Linked DNA regions of Athene noctua: region 2 is linked to region 1. Evidence: chromatin contacts called from public Hi-C data. All regions are on one chromosome and are shown on one strand. Each heading gives the region's core, a stretch centred on a gene start, on an enhancer-like site or on the middle of the called end of the contact. The rest is flanking DNA. Distances are from core to core; before and after follow the strand shown. Region 1 holds the start of MCPH1 (microcephalin 1). Region 2 holds the start of AGPAT5 (1-acylglycerol-3-phosphate O-acyltransferase 5).

Evidence for each region. Hi-C and Micro-C count contacts between places; a contact is called where the count stands out from the background.
Region 2: a contact with region 1 is called in a Hi-C map of liver, with 4 times the contacts expected there. The contact joins the promoter of AGPAT5 here to the promoter of MCPH1 in region 1. A contact is called at or near these places in 2 of 2 Hi-C or Micro-C datasets (heart and liver).

Annotation. Positions count from the first base shown.
Region 1 is chr1:27,289,129-27,296,329 of bAthNoc1.hap1.1, reverse strand. It overlaps MCPH1 (microcephalin 1), which reads right to left and starts at 2,838. Exons shown (of 17, transcript XM_074895734.1): 1 at 2,736-2,838; 2 at 464-555. The coding sequence starts at 2,754.
Region 2 is chr1:27,455,656-27,462,856 of bAthNoc1.hap1.1, reverse strand. AGPAT5 (1-acylglycerol-3-phosphate O-acyltransferase 5) reads right to left here and starts at 4,479. Exons shown (of 8, transcript XM_074895743.1): 1 at 3,998-4,479. The coding sequence starts at 4,216.

The DNA.
Region 1 (7,201 bases), core at 1,589-4,088:
ATACATTTTTACTAGCACTTCCTGCAGTTGAATCACATTTGTAGGAGAGTGCACAGCAGAGTAAAATGTCATGGTACTTGGGGTTAGGAAATATTGTAGTAACAACAGAGCAGCTGCCTAGAAGTTAAAGAAAACAAACAACATAAGGTACATACTTGTAAACCACAGGTTTTCAACACTAAGACTTGGTTTGCCCACAGTATGTGGCAAGCCCAATACTTCACAACAAATGCATACTATCATTAATATACAGAGGCTTACAGACACAGGAAGGCTTTAAAATCACTTCCCATATGTCACTAGTAAGAATTTTACAGCACATTTGTCTGTTCTCGGGTCTGTGATTACCATTCTTCCTGCACTTCAAAAACTCGTATTACAAAGAAATAACATAATAAACAGAACATGCAAGCTCATTTGTAATTAATAGCTTTCCTACTCTATTTCAAAATAGTTTCCTTACTTTTGCTCCCATATCAAGAAGTTGCTGTTCAAAGGTTTTTGAGTAATTTTCTGTTCTGTTAGATGACCAAACATCTACAAATGCGAAAATACCTGGATCAGAAGAGAAAAAACAAACAGCTAATTAAGTATATACTATGGTAAAACAGGTAAAACTTGCCTTTCCAAGAAAATTTTGCATCTATACATATTGCATTCAGTATCAAATATAGCTTTTAATAAATTGAGTATCAGATACTAGCAGCAGAATGGTCTTTTTAGAGTATTTCTGTCCCTTAAATTAAGTTGTAATGGAACAAACTTAGAAATTTGACACTAGACACACAACTTTTCACTTTGTTTATTTAAAGCACACTACCAGCTTAACAAGCAATGCCATATCTTTATGTGACTGCTTATCCTTAGAATTATTTAATCACTACTAGTTTTCAGGGTAATAAAAAACTTTAAGACAAGCTAATGTAACACAAGTTACACACATAATGAAATAAACACAGTAGAATTATTCGTTGCCCAAACCGCCAGAAGACTGCAGAAATATTACTTCACAATTTCCAAATGATTTTAAATTCCACTTTATTTATACTGAAACACCCCAAATTAAGTACATATCACAGGGGCCAATACAATTTCATGTCAGTTGCTTTACATAGCTTTAGGTATATTGCATTTAATTAGCTTCCTTTATCAACTAGATTAATAATTTCTTCAAGGACCGCAATCAGCCCTGGTTGAGAAAGCCTTTAAACAAGTGAACACAGACATATTGACATGGGGGAATAAGCAAACAAACTCCTAACAATCCCCTCATTAATTTTACTTAGGACAGGCACTGAAGTGACCTAACGGCTCCACCGGTCATGCCCGTTTCCCATTCTGAATGGCACAACAGGGATGTTCCAGAAAACTGTCACCAAAACCAACTTTATACAAACTGCAGGCCTGACAACTCTCAGAACTCATGAATAAAACTGAAAGAGTCAATTTAAAAGGGTCATCCTTGGCAAACATTGCTTAATTATCTTGGTTACTATGTATGTTCTTCTGATCCATTTTTATGTACTGTCATGTATTCTTTCTAAATGGAAACCAGAATAATGATCAAACAGTAGAAGTATTTTATAAAGAGCAACATATTCTTTATGATTATTAGAAACACTTCTAACATACAACAGAAGTGTGGAACATAAAACACCTTGTTACCCAAATCACAGGGAAAAATATTATCAGTACTATGACTTCAGATATACATGGGAAATTAAGACGTGTACTCCAAAGCATTTTTAACTGTGTTCATTTTACTACTGGACCAGGGCCGCTTCTCCCAGAGTTGCATTTTATCTCGATTGCTCTGTGGTAAAAAAACTGCACCTGAAAAAACGACTTCCTCTTACATCAAATATTTTAGAACCTTCATAGCTACAAATTCTCCTAGAAAAACAGGCTAGAGCATTGCAGTGAGGGTCAAACAAAGGAAGATTACTTCAAAGGTACATTTATTTACCTGCAGTAGGATCAAAGGTGTATTTTACAATAATTACCCAATTTTAGCTAATCAAAGATACTCCAACAGAAGACAAGGCACTCTGTAGCTTTTGTACAGTCAATGGAAAAGAAAACAAGGAAGGGCTGGAAGCTTTGCCTGAACTAGAAGAGCTGAGTAGAGCTTGGTTCTCATAACGGCAACTTATGCTAGAATGTCTCAGAGAAGGCGACAACAGCGAGGAAAAACAGGCGTCAGAGGGCAACCTAGCGAGGCAGAAATTGAGAAAGATGCAGAAGAAACCAGACCAAGCGAGGCCATGCCTGACCAGAACAGGAAGAGCCAGTCTGGCACCGATGCGTGGCGGCAGCAGCGCGGGCCAGTGCTGTACCGGCAGCCACCCCAAGGGGCACTCGCTCCCTCCCCGGCCTGAGGGAGCCCGCCAGGCCCGCCCGCCGCAGCGGGTACGCGCCCCGGCCGGCCTTGCCACCGGGCACAGCCCGCGTCCCAGGCGGCCCCGCCGCAGGCTTCGGGCGGAGTCGCGATCAGTCAGAGCCGCGCCGGCGCCCGCGGGAGGGCGTCCCACCCGCGAGGGGAACCACGCCACGAGGTCGAGCTAAAGACTGGCTCGCCAGGCCCGGCCGCTCTCCGCCGGCAGCCCTGCCGGGAACCACCGGAGAAAGGGCCGCAAGGAGACGCCGTGCCGTGCCGGGACGGCGCGGCCCGGCAGCCCCCCTGAGCCGCACCGGGACAGGCGCGGCGCGGCCCTGCCCGGCTGCCGAGCCGGTACCTGTCAGGACGGGCTCCATTAGCGGCGCGGCGCAACACCCTCAGGCTCCGGTACCCGCCACCTTTTAAACCGCCTCCGCGCGCGGCGCCCGGCCCGCGCCGCGCCTGCGCCCGGCCGAGGCGGGGGCGGGGCGGGGGGCGGGGCCTGTCTGGCCTGGGGGGCGGCGCTCGAACGGCGCCGGCCTCGTGGGTGTGGCAGCCGGGCGCGTGCGGCCGCTGTGGCGCCCCGAAGGCGTCCGGCAGCGCGCGGGCCGTGCGGGCGGCCCCTGCCGAGCGCCGCGCCGGGCGGGCCGCGGCAGCGCCAGACGCTGCTGGAAACGCGGCTTTGAAGAGCCGAGCGACAGGTGAGGTGTTTGTGTCCGTGTTCACCGTGAGGAGTCCTCAGGAGGCTTCTCTGAAGAATTTTGCTCTGTGGGAAGGTGCATCCACCAACCGGTGTCCTCCGGTGGCTCAGACTGCAGTGTCTGAAGTGAAAAAAATAACAGAGAAGGCCAACAAAATGGGGATTAGCAAATGGACTCTGCCAGATGGTATTTACCAAAGCATCCAAAATTACTTAAATGCAACTGTACTATGAATTATAGTAAGCTCACCCATATGTGAAATGGCTTTGGTGCCAGAAGGCTGGAGTATAGCAAATGTGATACCAGGGGGAAGTAAGAGAGAGAAAACCTGATGTTTTCCCCAGGAAAAACTGATAAAAATTATAATAAAATCATGGAATTTAAGAGTATAAGAAGATTTACAAGGAGAAAGAAGCACATCTTTTTTGAAGGAAAATAGCTCACGCAGATCGGAAGCACAGACATTGCTATATAGTTGTATAAATCGGTGCTGTTCTGAAATCTTCAATGTGCAATCCTTGTTTCTTCCTCTGAGAAATAACACAGCAGCAACAGAAAAACAATAGAGGTGCAAAACAAGGATACTGCATGATTTCCGTATGAAAAGTAGCTATTTAGATAAAGATGCACCAGCCTGGAGAAGGAATCATAGAATCATAGAACGGTTTGGGTTGGAAGGGACCTTAAAGATCATCCAGTTCCAACCCCCCTGCCATGGGCAGGGACACCTTCCACTAGCCCAGGTTGCTCAAAGCCCCGTCCAACCTGGCCTTGAACACTGCCAGGGAGGGGGCAGCCACAGCTTCTCTGGGAAACCTGTGCCAGTGTCTCACCACCCTCACAGGGAAGAACTTATATCTAATCTAAATCTAACCTCTTTCAGTTTAAAGCCATCAACCCTTGTCCTATCACTACAGGCCCTTGTAAAAAGTCCCTCTGGCTTTCTTGTAGGCCCCCTTTAGGTACTGGAAGGCCACTATAAGGTCTCACTGGAGCCTTTTCTTCTCCAGGCTGAACAGCCCCAACTCTCTCATCCTGTGCTCATAGGGGAGGTGCTCCAGCCCCCTGATGATCATCATGGTCTCCTCTGCACCTGCTCAAGCAGGTCTATGTTCTTCTTATATTGGGGGCCTCAGAGCTGCACACAATACTCCGGGTGGGGTCTCATGAGAACAGGGTAGATGAGGAGAATCACCTCCCTTGACCTGCTGGCCACACTTCTCTTGATGCAGCTCAGGATACAGTTGGCTTTCTGGGCTGCAAGCGCACATCATTGTCTCATAGTCAGTTTTCCATCCACTAATACCCCCAAGTCCTTCTTTGCAGGGCTGCTCTCAATCCACCCACTGCCCAGCCTGTATTTGTGCTTGGGATTGCCCTGACCCATGTGCAGGACCTTGCACTTGGCTTTGCTGAACTTCATGAGGTTTGTGTGGGCCCATCTCTGAAGCTTGTCAAGGTCCCTCTGGATGGCATCCCTTCCCTCCAGCATGTCGACTGCATCATACAGCTTGGTGTCATCAGCAAACTTGCTGAGGGCACACTCAATCCCACTGTCCATGTCACCAACAAAGATGTTAAACAGCGCTGGGCCCAGTTCTGACCCCTGAGGAATGCCACTTGTCACTGCTGCCCACATGGACATCAAGCAGCTGACTGCAACTCTTTGAGTGCAACCATCCAGCAAATTCCTTATCTACTGAGTGGTCCATCTGTCAAATCCATGTCTCTCCAACTTAGAGACAGGAGTGTTGTGTGGGACAGTGTCAAATGCTTTGCACAAATCCAGGTAGATGACATAAGTTGCTCTTCCCTTATCCACCAACACTGTAACCCCATTGTAGAATAGCAGAAGGTGGATGTGCTCGAAGTGTTTAACATCATGAGTGCATGGAGAAGGTGAATGCAGAGTGGTGTGTTCCCAGTGAGAACTAGTGGGCACCAAATGAAACTAGCAGATGAGGTCTTCTTGGAAGACTTCCACATTGTGCCTCACCAGTCTGTGGAAATGTGTTCAGAGTACTGGCAAATGACGTGCTTTCTAAAAGCAAATTCAGCAAATTTGTGAAGTCCATCTTAGGGCCATCAAAAATGTATAAAACCAGTTCTACTTCAGTAAAGCCCTGAACTACAGATTGCTGGACTTTCAGAAGGTATAGTGAACACTCTGGGTTTTTCTTTCATTCTTTCTTTAGTCATCTCCCACTGGAGAGATAGTGCTGACCTAAAAAGGCTTTGGTGTGGTCCATTATGCTTGTTCTTACTTTCACAGACAGGCTGAAAACTTAAATCTTAGCCCCTAGGAGTCTACCAAGGAGATGGTTATATTAGTTTAATTTAAGATATCTAGTATATAGTATTTTAGCATTGACACAGTTTGTTTAATTTCTAGGGCATTAATATGACACTAGATCTATGGCATGTGTTGAGCACAAGCTCTTGGGTCCTCCGTCTTCTGAACTTGTGACAGACTTCCTTTTGCTTATGTTTTTAAATGTGAATATAATGACCGGTTAATCTACATATGTATGTATGCATTTAGTTATTCTTTATACTTCTATATTACTATGTTACACAGCTCCTTGCTAAGCAATAATGAAATATTTTTACAGAGGTTCGCAACCGTGACTCAAGGAAAAGGGAGTCTAGTCTTAATGCCGTGTCTATGAGCATTGCTCTGAAGGCAATTCCAGAAGCGGAGGTAGGGGAGACTTAAATGTATGCTGTCAGACAGATTTGGTTCTCAGCACTGTTGGAGATAGATAGCCTCCTGCTCGGTGAGAGCTTTGTCATGTATGGGGATATAGAAATGATAACATTGAAGAGGCAGCATTTAACCCCTGAAAGTCTGGCCCTGATGAAATGAATTGGAGTCTTGTCACTGAGTTAGTGCTTCCTTAGATTCGGAAGCATTTCCAAATTAGTGATTAACTTTATGATTAGAATAAGTAGCTGTGAGCTTTCAATGGAGTTTGGATGCACACGTAATGAAAGTGGAGTGTTCAGAAAATTAGCAAGCAGATCAAATGCTGTTAAGTATGTGTAAATAACATTAGTTTAAAATTAGGCACACCCACATAGTCTCTTTGGATTGGTACAGGATAGGACACTGTAATGTGAGACAGTTAAAATAGTACCAGCATAAAAAGACAGGTGGTACTATCTTCACCATATCCATGAAAACTACATGTTTTTTTGAATAGTTTCCTGCTGTGTCAATGGGATAATTCAATTCAATCCACATGAGCAACGCTGACACAAACAACAGGGTCCTACAGCCAGTGGCTCTAAGTAAAATCCAGAGAGGGAAATTTCAGCATAATTAAAATCCATCAATCTGTACATATGTGTCCAAGCATAATACTTAATCTATGATACAAGACTGAAGACCTTCAGTAAAAGAATGACAGGCTGTGTTTGAGCCTTTAACTGAAAAGTAGTAGCAGGTTTTATATAGACTAAAGGGAAATATGCTGAAATGTACAATTATACCTGTATGCTTTGCTTGTACACTGAAACAGACAATGAAGAGTAGTAGCTGCAAGAAGCTGATGCAGCCATACCGGAGTAGAGTAGGACTACTCATGAGAACATTGAACTTGGGATACCCACCTTTTTAATTACAGAGACAAATACATACAATACTGAAAGTATCTCATGGTTTTACAGTTAGATCTTAAACTGTTGAAGTTTTTGACCTCACAGTTACTTCAGGCTTTACAAGAACCTCATTCTCAGATGGTGACAAAACCTCACAACTCCACTGGTAGTTAATAGCTGTCTGTTCTTGTGCCAGTTTGGACAAAGAACAGTTTTAATCTTTTGTATTTTCTTTCATTCTTAAATTTCCAAGTGTGAGCCATGAGTCCCATATAAACTTAAAATGTTGGGGTAATGTAAGGAATTGAAAGAAGTGATGCCTCAAACATTCATCAACACAGAAAACCTCAAGGACAAGCTGTGGCGTTTGGATTAGTCTAAGGAATATCACCCAAGGAAACGGGAGTGTATCAAAGGATACACCCCCCACTCCCTTGCAGTTTCATTGACAATCCTTAGATAAGCCTCAGAGGAGGAGACATAGACTGAGAGAAACCAGGTGTTTCCCCTCAAGCACAAGTAC
Region 2 (7,201 bases), core at 3,230-5,729, 160 kb before region 1:
TCTGTATGAAATGTGAGAGACCAGACTTCACTAGTACAGTAAAGACAAAAGCAGTAACACAACCACAGTTCACAGGCTACTTGCTGATTTAGAAACTTGGGGCCAAGTCAGCTATTAGGACAAGCAAATGCAAGTTCTCCCAAAGTGCCTGAATTGCACCTGTTTGTGTCATTGACTGCTTTGGCTCATCACCGATAAAATTAACATCCTTTACTCTTGAAGACTTTCTACTCACTTTACACAGAGTTCAAGCATCTCATATATATTCTCCTAGAAGAGGGTACTGTAGCACTTCTGCAGCTTTCAGCAGGTCAGGTGGGGAGCAACACAACTGCATTTGCATCAAAAGCAACATAAGGCCAAAGCAGGACCATTCCCTCTATACTACTTTCCAACAGAGGACATTTACAAATTTTCATTACTGTGAGTTCATAATCCTGGAGATTGTTGAAGAGCATTGTCACAATGCCACATACAGATTAATTGTATATATTTATAGCTCCTTAATAAAATTTATGGATATCTGCTAAACTGCAATTGAACTGACAAATTTACACAGCATAATAGGATTTCACTTGATAGGCATAATGGCTTTGTCCAGTTTACCTCATTTGCAGTATTGCTATGTTCTGGGTTGCTTCTTGTACTATAAATACTTGTTCTTTGATTTTCCACAGCCAACTCTTGCATGATAGTCAGCAAACTGGCCATTTTTGGCAATACGTTAACAGAATTCTGTATCACTGGAAAACCTAAACTGACTCCATCTTAGCTGAAGTTCTCTTAGGCTTTGTAAAACAAATAATTTTGGTGGAGAAAACCCAGATCTGACCCAAAATTTACAAAGGGAAAGTATTTGCCATATGAGAAAGTAAAAAACTTTTACAGTTACTTCATGAGCCACTCTCTAGAACATAAAAACTCAGCAAGGGTTCACAGCAATTATAGCTCTGTAACTATTTTTGATCTCAAATCAAATACTTAAAAGGGAATTAGTCTTTCAAGATTTTCTGTCATGCAGATTATCACCTTATTTAGATATGTTTCACAACTGAAAAGAATTTGCTACATAGATAAAATGCCCTCCTAGCATGAACTACAGATTTTGTTTTAATAAACTTGGCTAAAAACATCCAAGGAGAACAAAAAAAGAAGAAAAAAATACATTTGTGCATACAGTCATGAGGGGGAGGTTTAGATACACGATGGACTAACAGCAGATGATACACAGAAACATCACTTCCTGACAGATAAATACAAAATAAATATCAAGATACACTAGCGTTTCATTCAGTCAAAAAATAATCTAAGTTTATGAACCAAAGCAACTTTACTCTGTGAAAGCCCCAATCACATTGCTGGCAGTTTCAGTAAAAATATTAAGATCAGACACCTCAAATATTCCCAACTGTCTTAGAGTGTTATCGTACTGAAAAACTACAAATACGCTATGCGTAATAAACAAAGGATGTTAAATAGCACACAACATTAAAGACTTTATATAGGGTAAAAAGGTGACAACACTAAGAAGTCACTTAAATCACTTAAGGCTTTGATTCAGTAAGTCACTTAAGCATCTGCATAATCCTAATGACTACGCAACAAATTCCAGTATTCTGGTGGATGAGGTTTTTGGCCTCTCATTTATCCAGTTACAAAAAAATATCCCAACACGCTTTGATCAACTGAAAGACCTGAAAGAGATGCTGAATTCTTCCCTCCCATGGCTATTACGATGCCTTAATGCTGGCAAAGCCCTACAGCCACCTTTATGAAACCACCCAAGTTACTATGCTTGCATTGTTTTTTGGGAATAAGTGATTAAGTTCAATCTTCTGCATCTAATTACATGCCTTAAAACATCCAATAGCTCTCAAGTTACCATCCCAATCTCAAACACTGAGGCACACGTTTAACTTTCCACTGTGAGTTTCAAGTTAAATGGTCTCAGTGTTTGCAAGAGTAGGTCTGAAAAGACACCCTGTTTCTCCTCCTTAAACAAATGGGGGTTATCTTCCACTGAAACGATACATAAATTCTAAGGATTCTACTTCTTACCTTTCAACATAGCTATATTTTCCCAGTTTTTATTTACCTTTCAGTCAGTTACTATTTTACTTATGATATATGCCACAGTGGTTTTGCGGGCTCTCTTGTTTCTGTTATCTTTTATTTCAGCTCTGTATGCATCATCTCCTATTAAGATCATCTATTACTTACTGTGACAAGGCACCTCTATTTTAATATTGTCCTAAGTGATCCCTTGTACTGTCCCCCACCATTTTTGTGTGTGTGTGTGTTGAAGTTTTATCAATGCAACAAAACATAAGTCAACAGATGACAGCTGCCTTTGTTTCTTTTGGTTAGCATTTTTGATAAAAAGAGGTTTTTTTAATAAAAGTTCTTATCAAAATTTCAAAGTGGTTGCTACTCTGTGCACACACTATTTGTAGGAAATTTGAGTAATTTTTCTATTACAACTGACATCTTAATTTCTGTCTCTCATTCTTAGAATGGGTTGAATTAAACTACTATACTGCTACTTTCAGCTGATAATGACCAAGGTGTGTTACTACACACAAGATATCTGCATTAAAAACGCTACATAAAAAAGAAGGCGGATGATAAAACAGTAAGTACGTAATCCGTGAACTATTGATCCCTCTTCATTTTTTTTTTTTTTTTTAAAGTTATGTAAATTGCTAGTTAACTAATTTGGGCAAGATGTAAGGGTGAAGTCACACGAGTTACAAGGTGAATCAAAAACTAATTATCACTAAGAGATCTCACTTCCATTTTGTACCTGTTCTATTTACTCTGATACCAAACTGCAATTCTTCTCTCTTTAGCTGGCTTTGGGGGTTTCCTTAAGTTGGTATGAAGTGAGGCCTACAACTGCAGCTCAACAGTGGAAATTAGGGGAGACCTAGCCTGATTTTGAAAGATGCTTTATAAGGGTGGTCAAATGCTTTAGTTGTAAATAAGGACTTATTTGTACCTGCTCTGTCACCTGCCAATTAACATGTAAGCACTTGTTACTCTCTACTCCCGAACACCTACAGCTGACACTACCTTCAAATACATTTCCTTATATTCAGACAAGTTCGTAAGTGAGGTTTTGGGCACAGTAAGCACCTGTCACACACAGAATTCTTTTTACATGTAGAATTAAAAGTCTCCTTATTTACTTTTCAAGTTACAGACAAACAGATGACCCTTCAGAAATTTAACGCTTCCTGAAGTAAGTATTATTTGAACACGAATACCCTTCTGGTCATGCAAGAGAGGCCTCCGATTCCAACTTATTAACCTGAAACCTTGGACTTCAGTTTCTGATACACTGAATAATCACAATCCATGGCTGACCCAAAATTTAAGGGCCAAAGAGTTACAGGGGGTAAACTGCACGAAAACTGAGAAGCTCTAGTAATTTAGAAGTGAAGTGTTCTATTTATTAAAAACTTGTGCGTGTATTAAGGACAATTATAGTTGATTATAGTTCTCTTATCTGCTGCCAATTTAATACTACAGATGTGCAACACAGGCCACAGGGTTCAAGTGTGCAAGGGAGGCTGCCATTCAAGGGCTGACAGAGCACGGCCGGTGTCGCATCCCTTCCGTTTTCCCGACCTGCAAAATGAACACAACACCAACACTCCGTGAAAAGCATCACCAGCGGAGCAGCGCGGCTGCGAAACACGGCTGTCCTCTGCGGCCCGGGGCCGGGGAAGGGCACAGCCCGCACCTGCCGCCGCTCCCTCCCCGCGGACCTCACATGGCGGCCGGCGGGCCCGGCGCGGTGAGCTGCGCCCCGCCTGCCGGAGCGGCCCGGGGAGAGGCAGCGGGGGGGCAGGCGCCGGCCGGGAGGCGAGCCCGAAGCCGCGGGCCCGTGGCCGACATCACCGACGGCCGCTCCCCGGCGGCTGCCGGCTCCCGCGGCCGGGGGACGGCAGGCCGGCGGACGGCAGGCCGGCGGCCCCCTCCCCTCCCCGCTCACCTGCACGCCCGTGTAGTTCTCGAAGAAGAAGAGCACCATGCTCTGGTAGATGGTGTAGAGGCGGTCGTCCACCTCGCGGTAGAAGCGGGCGGGCAGCACGGCGGAGAGCAGGCGCCAGGCGCCCCAGGCCAGCACGTAGGTGGGCGCCGTGCCCATCATGACGGCGGCGGGCAGGACGTAGCGCATGGAGTAGGTGTGCAGCACCAGCGACAGCAGCATCTTCCCGCTGCCCCCCGGCCTCACCGGGACACCCACATGGGCAGCGCGCTCACACACAGCGCGGCAGCCCCGCCGACCGCATCGCCCGCCGCGCCGGGCAGACCCGCCAGGCGGGCGGGGAAGCAGCAGCGGCGGCCGCCACCGGCAAGCAGGAAGGGGGGGTGGGCAGAGACAGGCAGGCACGGGAGCGGTCACCGGCTCACGGCTCCCCCCGCGCCACCTCCGCCACCATCTTGCCCGGCCGGAGGCGGAGCCGCACCGGCAGGAAGGCGGCCCCTCGGCGGCCGCGGGGGACTTCCGGGACGGGCGGGCGGCGCCCTGGCTCCGCCTCGGCCGCGACCTGGGGTCCGCTGCCCGCCGCCGCTGCTCCGGCCCCGGCCAGCCCGGCCTGCGGCGGGGGCCGCCACGAGCAGGCCCCGCGCTGTGTCCCCATCCCCCGCCCTCGCCGCTCGGGCCCGGTGCCCAGCTACGGCGGCCCTGCGGCCGGGGGGTGCCCGGCTGCTCCCCGCCGTGTGGCAGAGCTGCTCGGCACATGCGAAACGAGTCACGCGCTTATAATTGCTTAGTTATCATTAGTATTCATTTTAACCCGGCACAGCTTAGAAGAAAATTGACTCACCCCCCACCTTTCTGCCATGAGTCCGAAGTGGAGCACCAAGAGAACTCCTCACCTTTGCCCGCTACAACGGCAGTGACGGTCAGGGCTTTGTACGCCTCGGGAGCTCACCGCCACCGTTTGCATTCTGACTCCCCCAGGGTCCCACGCTGCCCCACATCTCTGACCCCCAGTAAGCTGGTGACAGCAGCAGCCAGGTGTACCAGCTACTTTTGAAGAAAATGCAAGAAGTCTTCTAGAAAACAGTGTAATAACCTTCCCAGATGGAGTTTCTTATTGAACTCTAGCCCATAGTGAAGTGTTTATTCATTGTTCTTTTAAAAAACAAGTTTTATCGTGAAGATTCTGAAGATCTCATAATTTTAAATGAAATGGATGCTCATTACCTTCTGCTAAGATGTGTTTCCTTCACCAGGCTTTAAATGGGACAAGCTTTGTCCTTTGCTGTTATTCATCTTGTGCTAGCTGTTATTTAATGTGTGTTGAAAACGGTATCCTAATAGTTCAGCAAAGTAAGACTGGGGGAACGATACTAGGTTGAAGTACTGTGACGATGTTCTCTTCAGACGGCCTCAGAGAAGCTCTGCAGTGAGAACTCGTATTTGACATGCATCATAGCTTCTGTGTCCCTGATGAGACTAAATGGCCTTTATTTCCTTCCCCAGTCCAGAACTGGGGGGCAGGAGGGGTCATGGCATCTTATCTGTCAGGGCTCCCCATTCCCGATCGGTGTGTATGTTTCTGTCCTCACTGAGTAACTGCATATGCTACCCTCAGCTCAGGACTACCAGATGAAGGTACTTTCCCCATTATGGCCTCTTCCAGCGGGAAATTTTTCTACTCTGAACCAAGAAAAGCTAGGTTGGACAGAAAACTTGAGGAGGAAGCTTCTGTTTTGTGATGCCTATGACATGGACACATGGAAGAGAAAGTAATTAATCACAATACAGGGAGGAGAAAGTAATCCAGCACAACACAGAGAAGGTAAAGCTGATGCCAGCAGAGCAGAGCCAGGTATGCAGGAACAACCTCTCTGATGTGGCTGGTATGGCAGGACAGGTTGGAGAGCGGATCCAGACCTGCTGCTTCATGAAGGCCACTGCAGAGAGAGACTGGGATTCAGATCAACTGGGTATGTTTGGCTAATGAGACTGTGATCAGGAGCGGAAAATGTAGATCAGCAGTCTGTAATATAAACAGTGAACTGGGACTGGGAAATGGTGGGGGATTGGGGAAAAATATGACAAAATTAAGCTGGCTGGGTTTAAAGGCAGAGTATGAGTTTGTGAGATGAAGGTAAACACTCAGTGAACAGCCTGAAGAGATGAGTTGCAGTGAAAAGAATGTGAAGGGAATAAAATAATCTTCATATCAAGGAATGTACTTGAGGCCTCCGATTGCATGTATATGAAGTTATATCTTTCCTTACAGACTATAAATTCACTCATACTTCTGAAGAACCTCCATAGTAAGTGATTACAAAATCTGCAGAAGTGAACAATTCTGCCTCTGGAGGATGGTTTGGCTATCATGTAATAAATACGAACTGAAGACACACCTTGAACAAAGAGGGAAATAAAATACCAAGCTCATCAAGAAATAATGCACATTCTATGCACTGAATGCAGTAGAGGTCTAGTGGAAAAGAGGTCTAATGGAAACTATCTAATGTCATAGTTGAACTCATACACACAGTCTTAATCTAGCATTTCTTGATATATTTAAGTGATGGACTTTGCAACCTTAATAATACTCTTTCAGTTTAGGATTTGTGGGGCCCTTCTTTATGTCTGTTTATATACAGGGTTATTCTTCCTATCTTGAATCAAACTCAGGCATTTGTCCCAGTGATAAAAATGAGCACTGAGATCCTTCAATTCATTAGGCTTATATATAAAAAGATACGTCTTTACAAGTTTGAGAATGTTTGCCTCTTGATCCCTTTGAATGTTTTTTAACTCCCGTATTACAAATGAGCAAATAAGACTGCCTGTCTTTGCTGTATTTTACATTCCATATGTTTTTAACAGTCTCTCTCTTTTTTCTGTTTTGTTACACTGTTTGATTTCTTTTCTTCAGTTTGATGTTTTTTCACATTCTTAATCTGTCACCAACTCACACAGCACACACACACATGTTCACACACTTCATTTTTGCTTTTGATAATTTGATACTTTCAATGGGCTCTTTTAATACATTTTCTCTATATATCAGGTACATGTTATCAAATTTATAGACACTTTTTTTTTTTTTTTAGTCACATGAAAGGTGCAGAGCCTCCTGTACTATGGCTTATGCCTTGCTTAATATACTAGTATAATTGTATCAGTATGATATGGTAATATGGTGTTGAAATGTTTGCAGCTGAA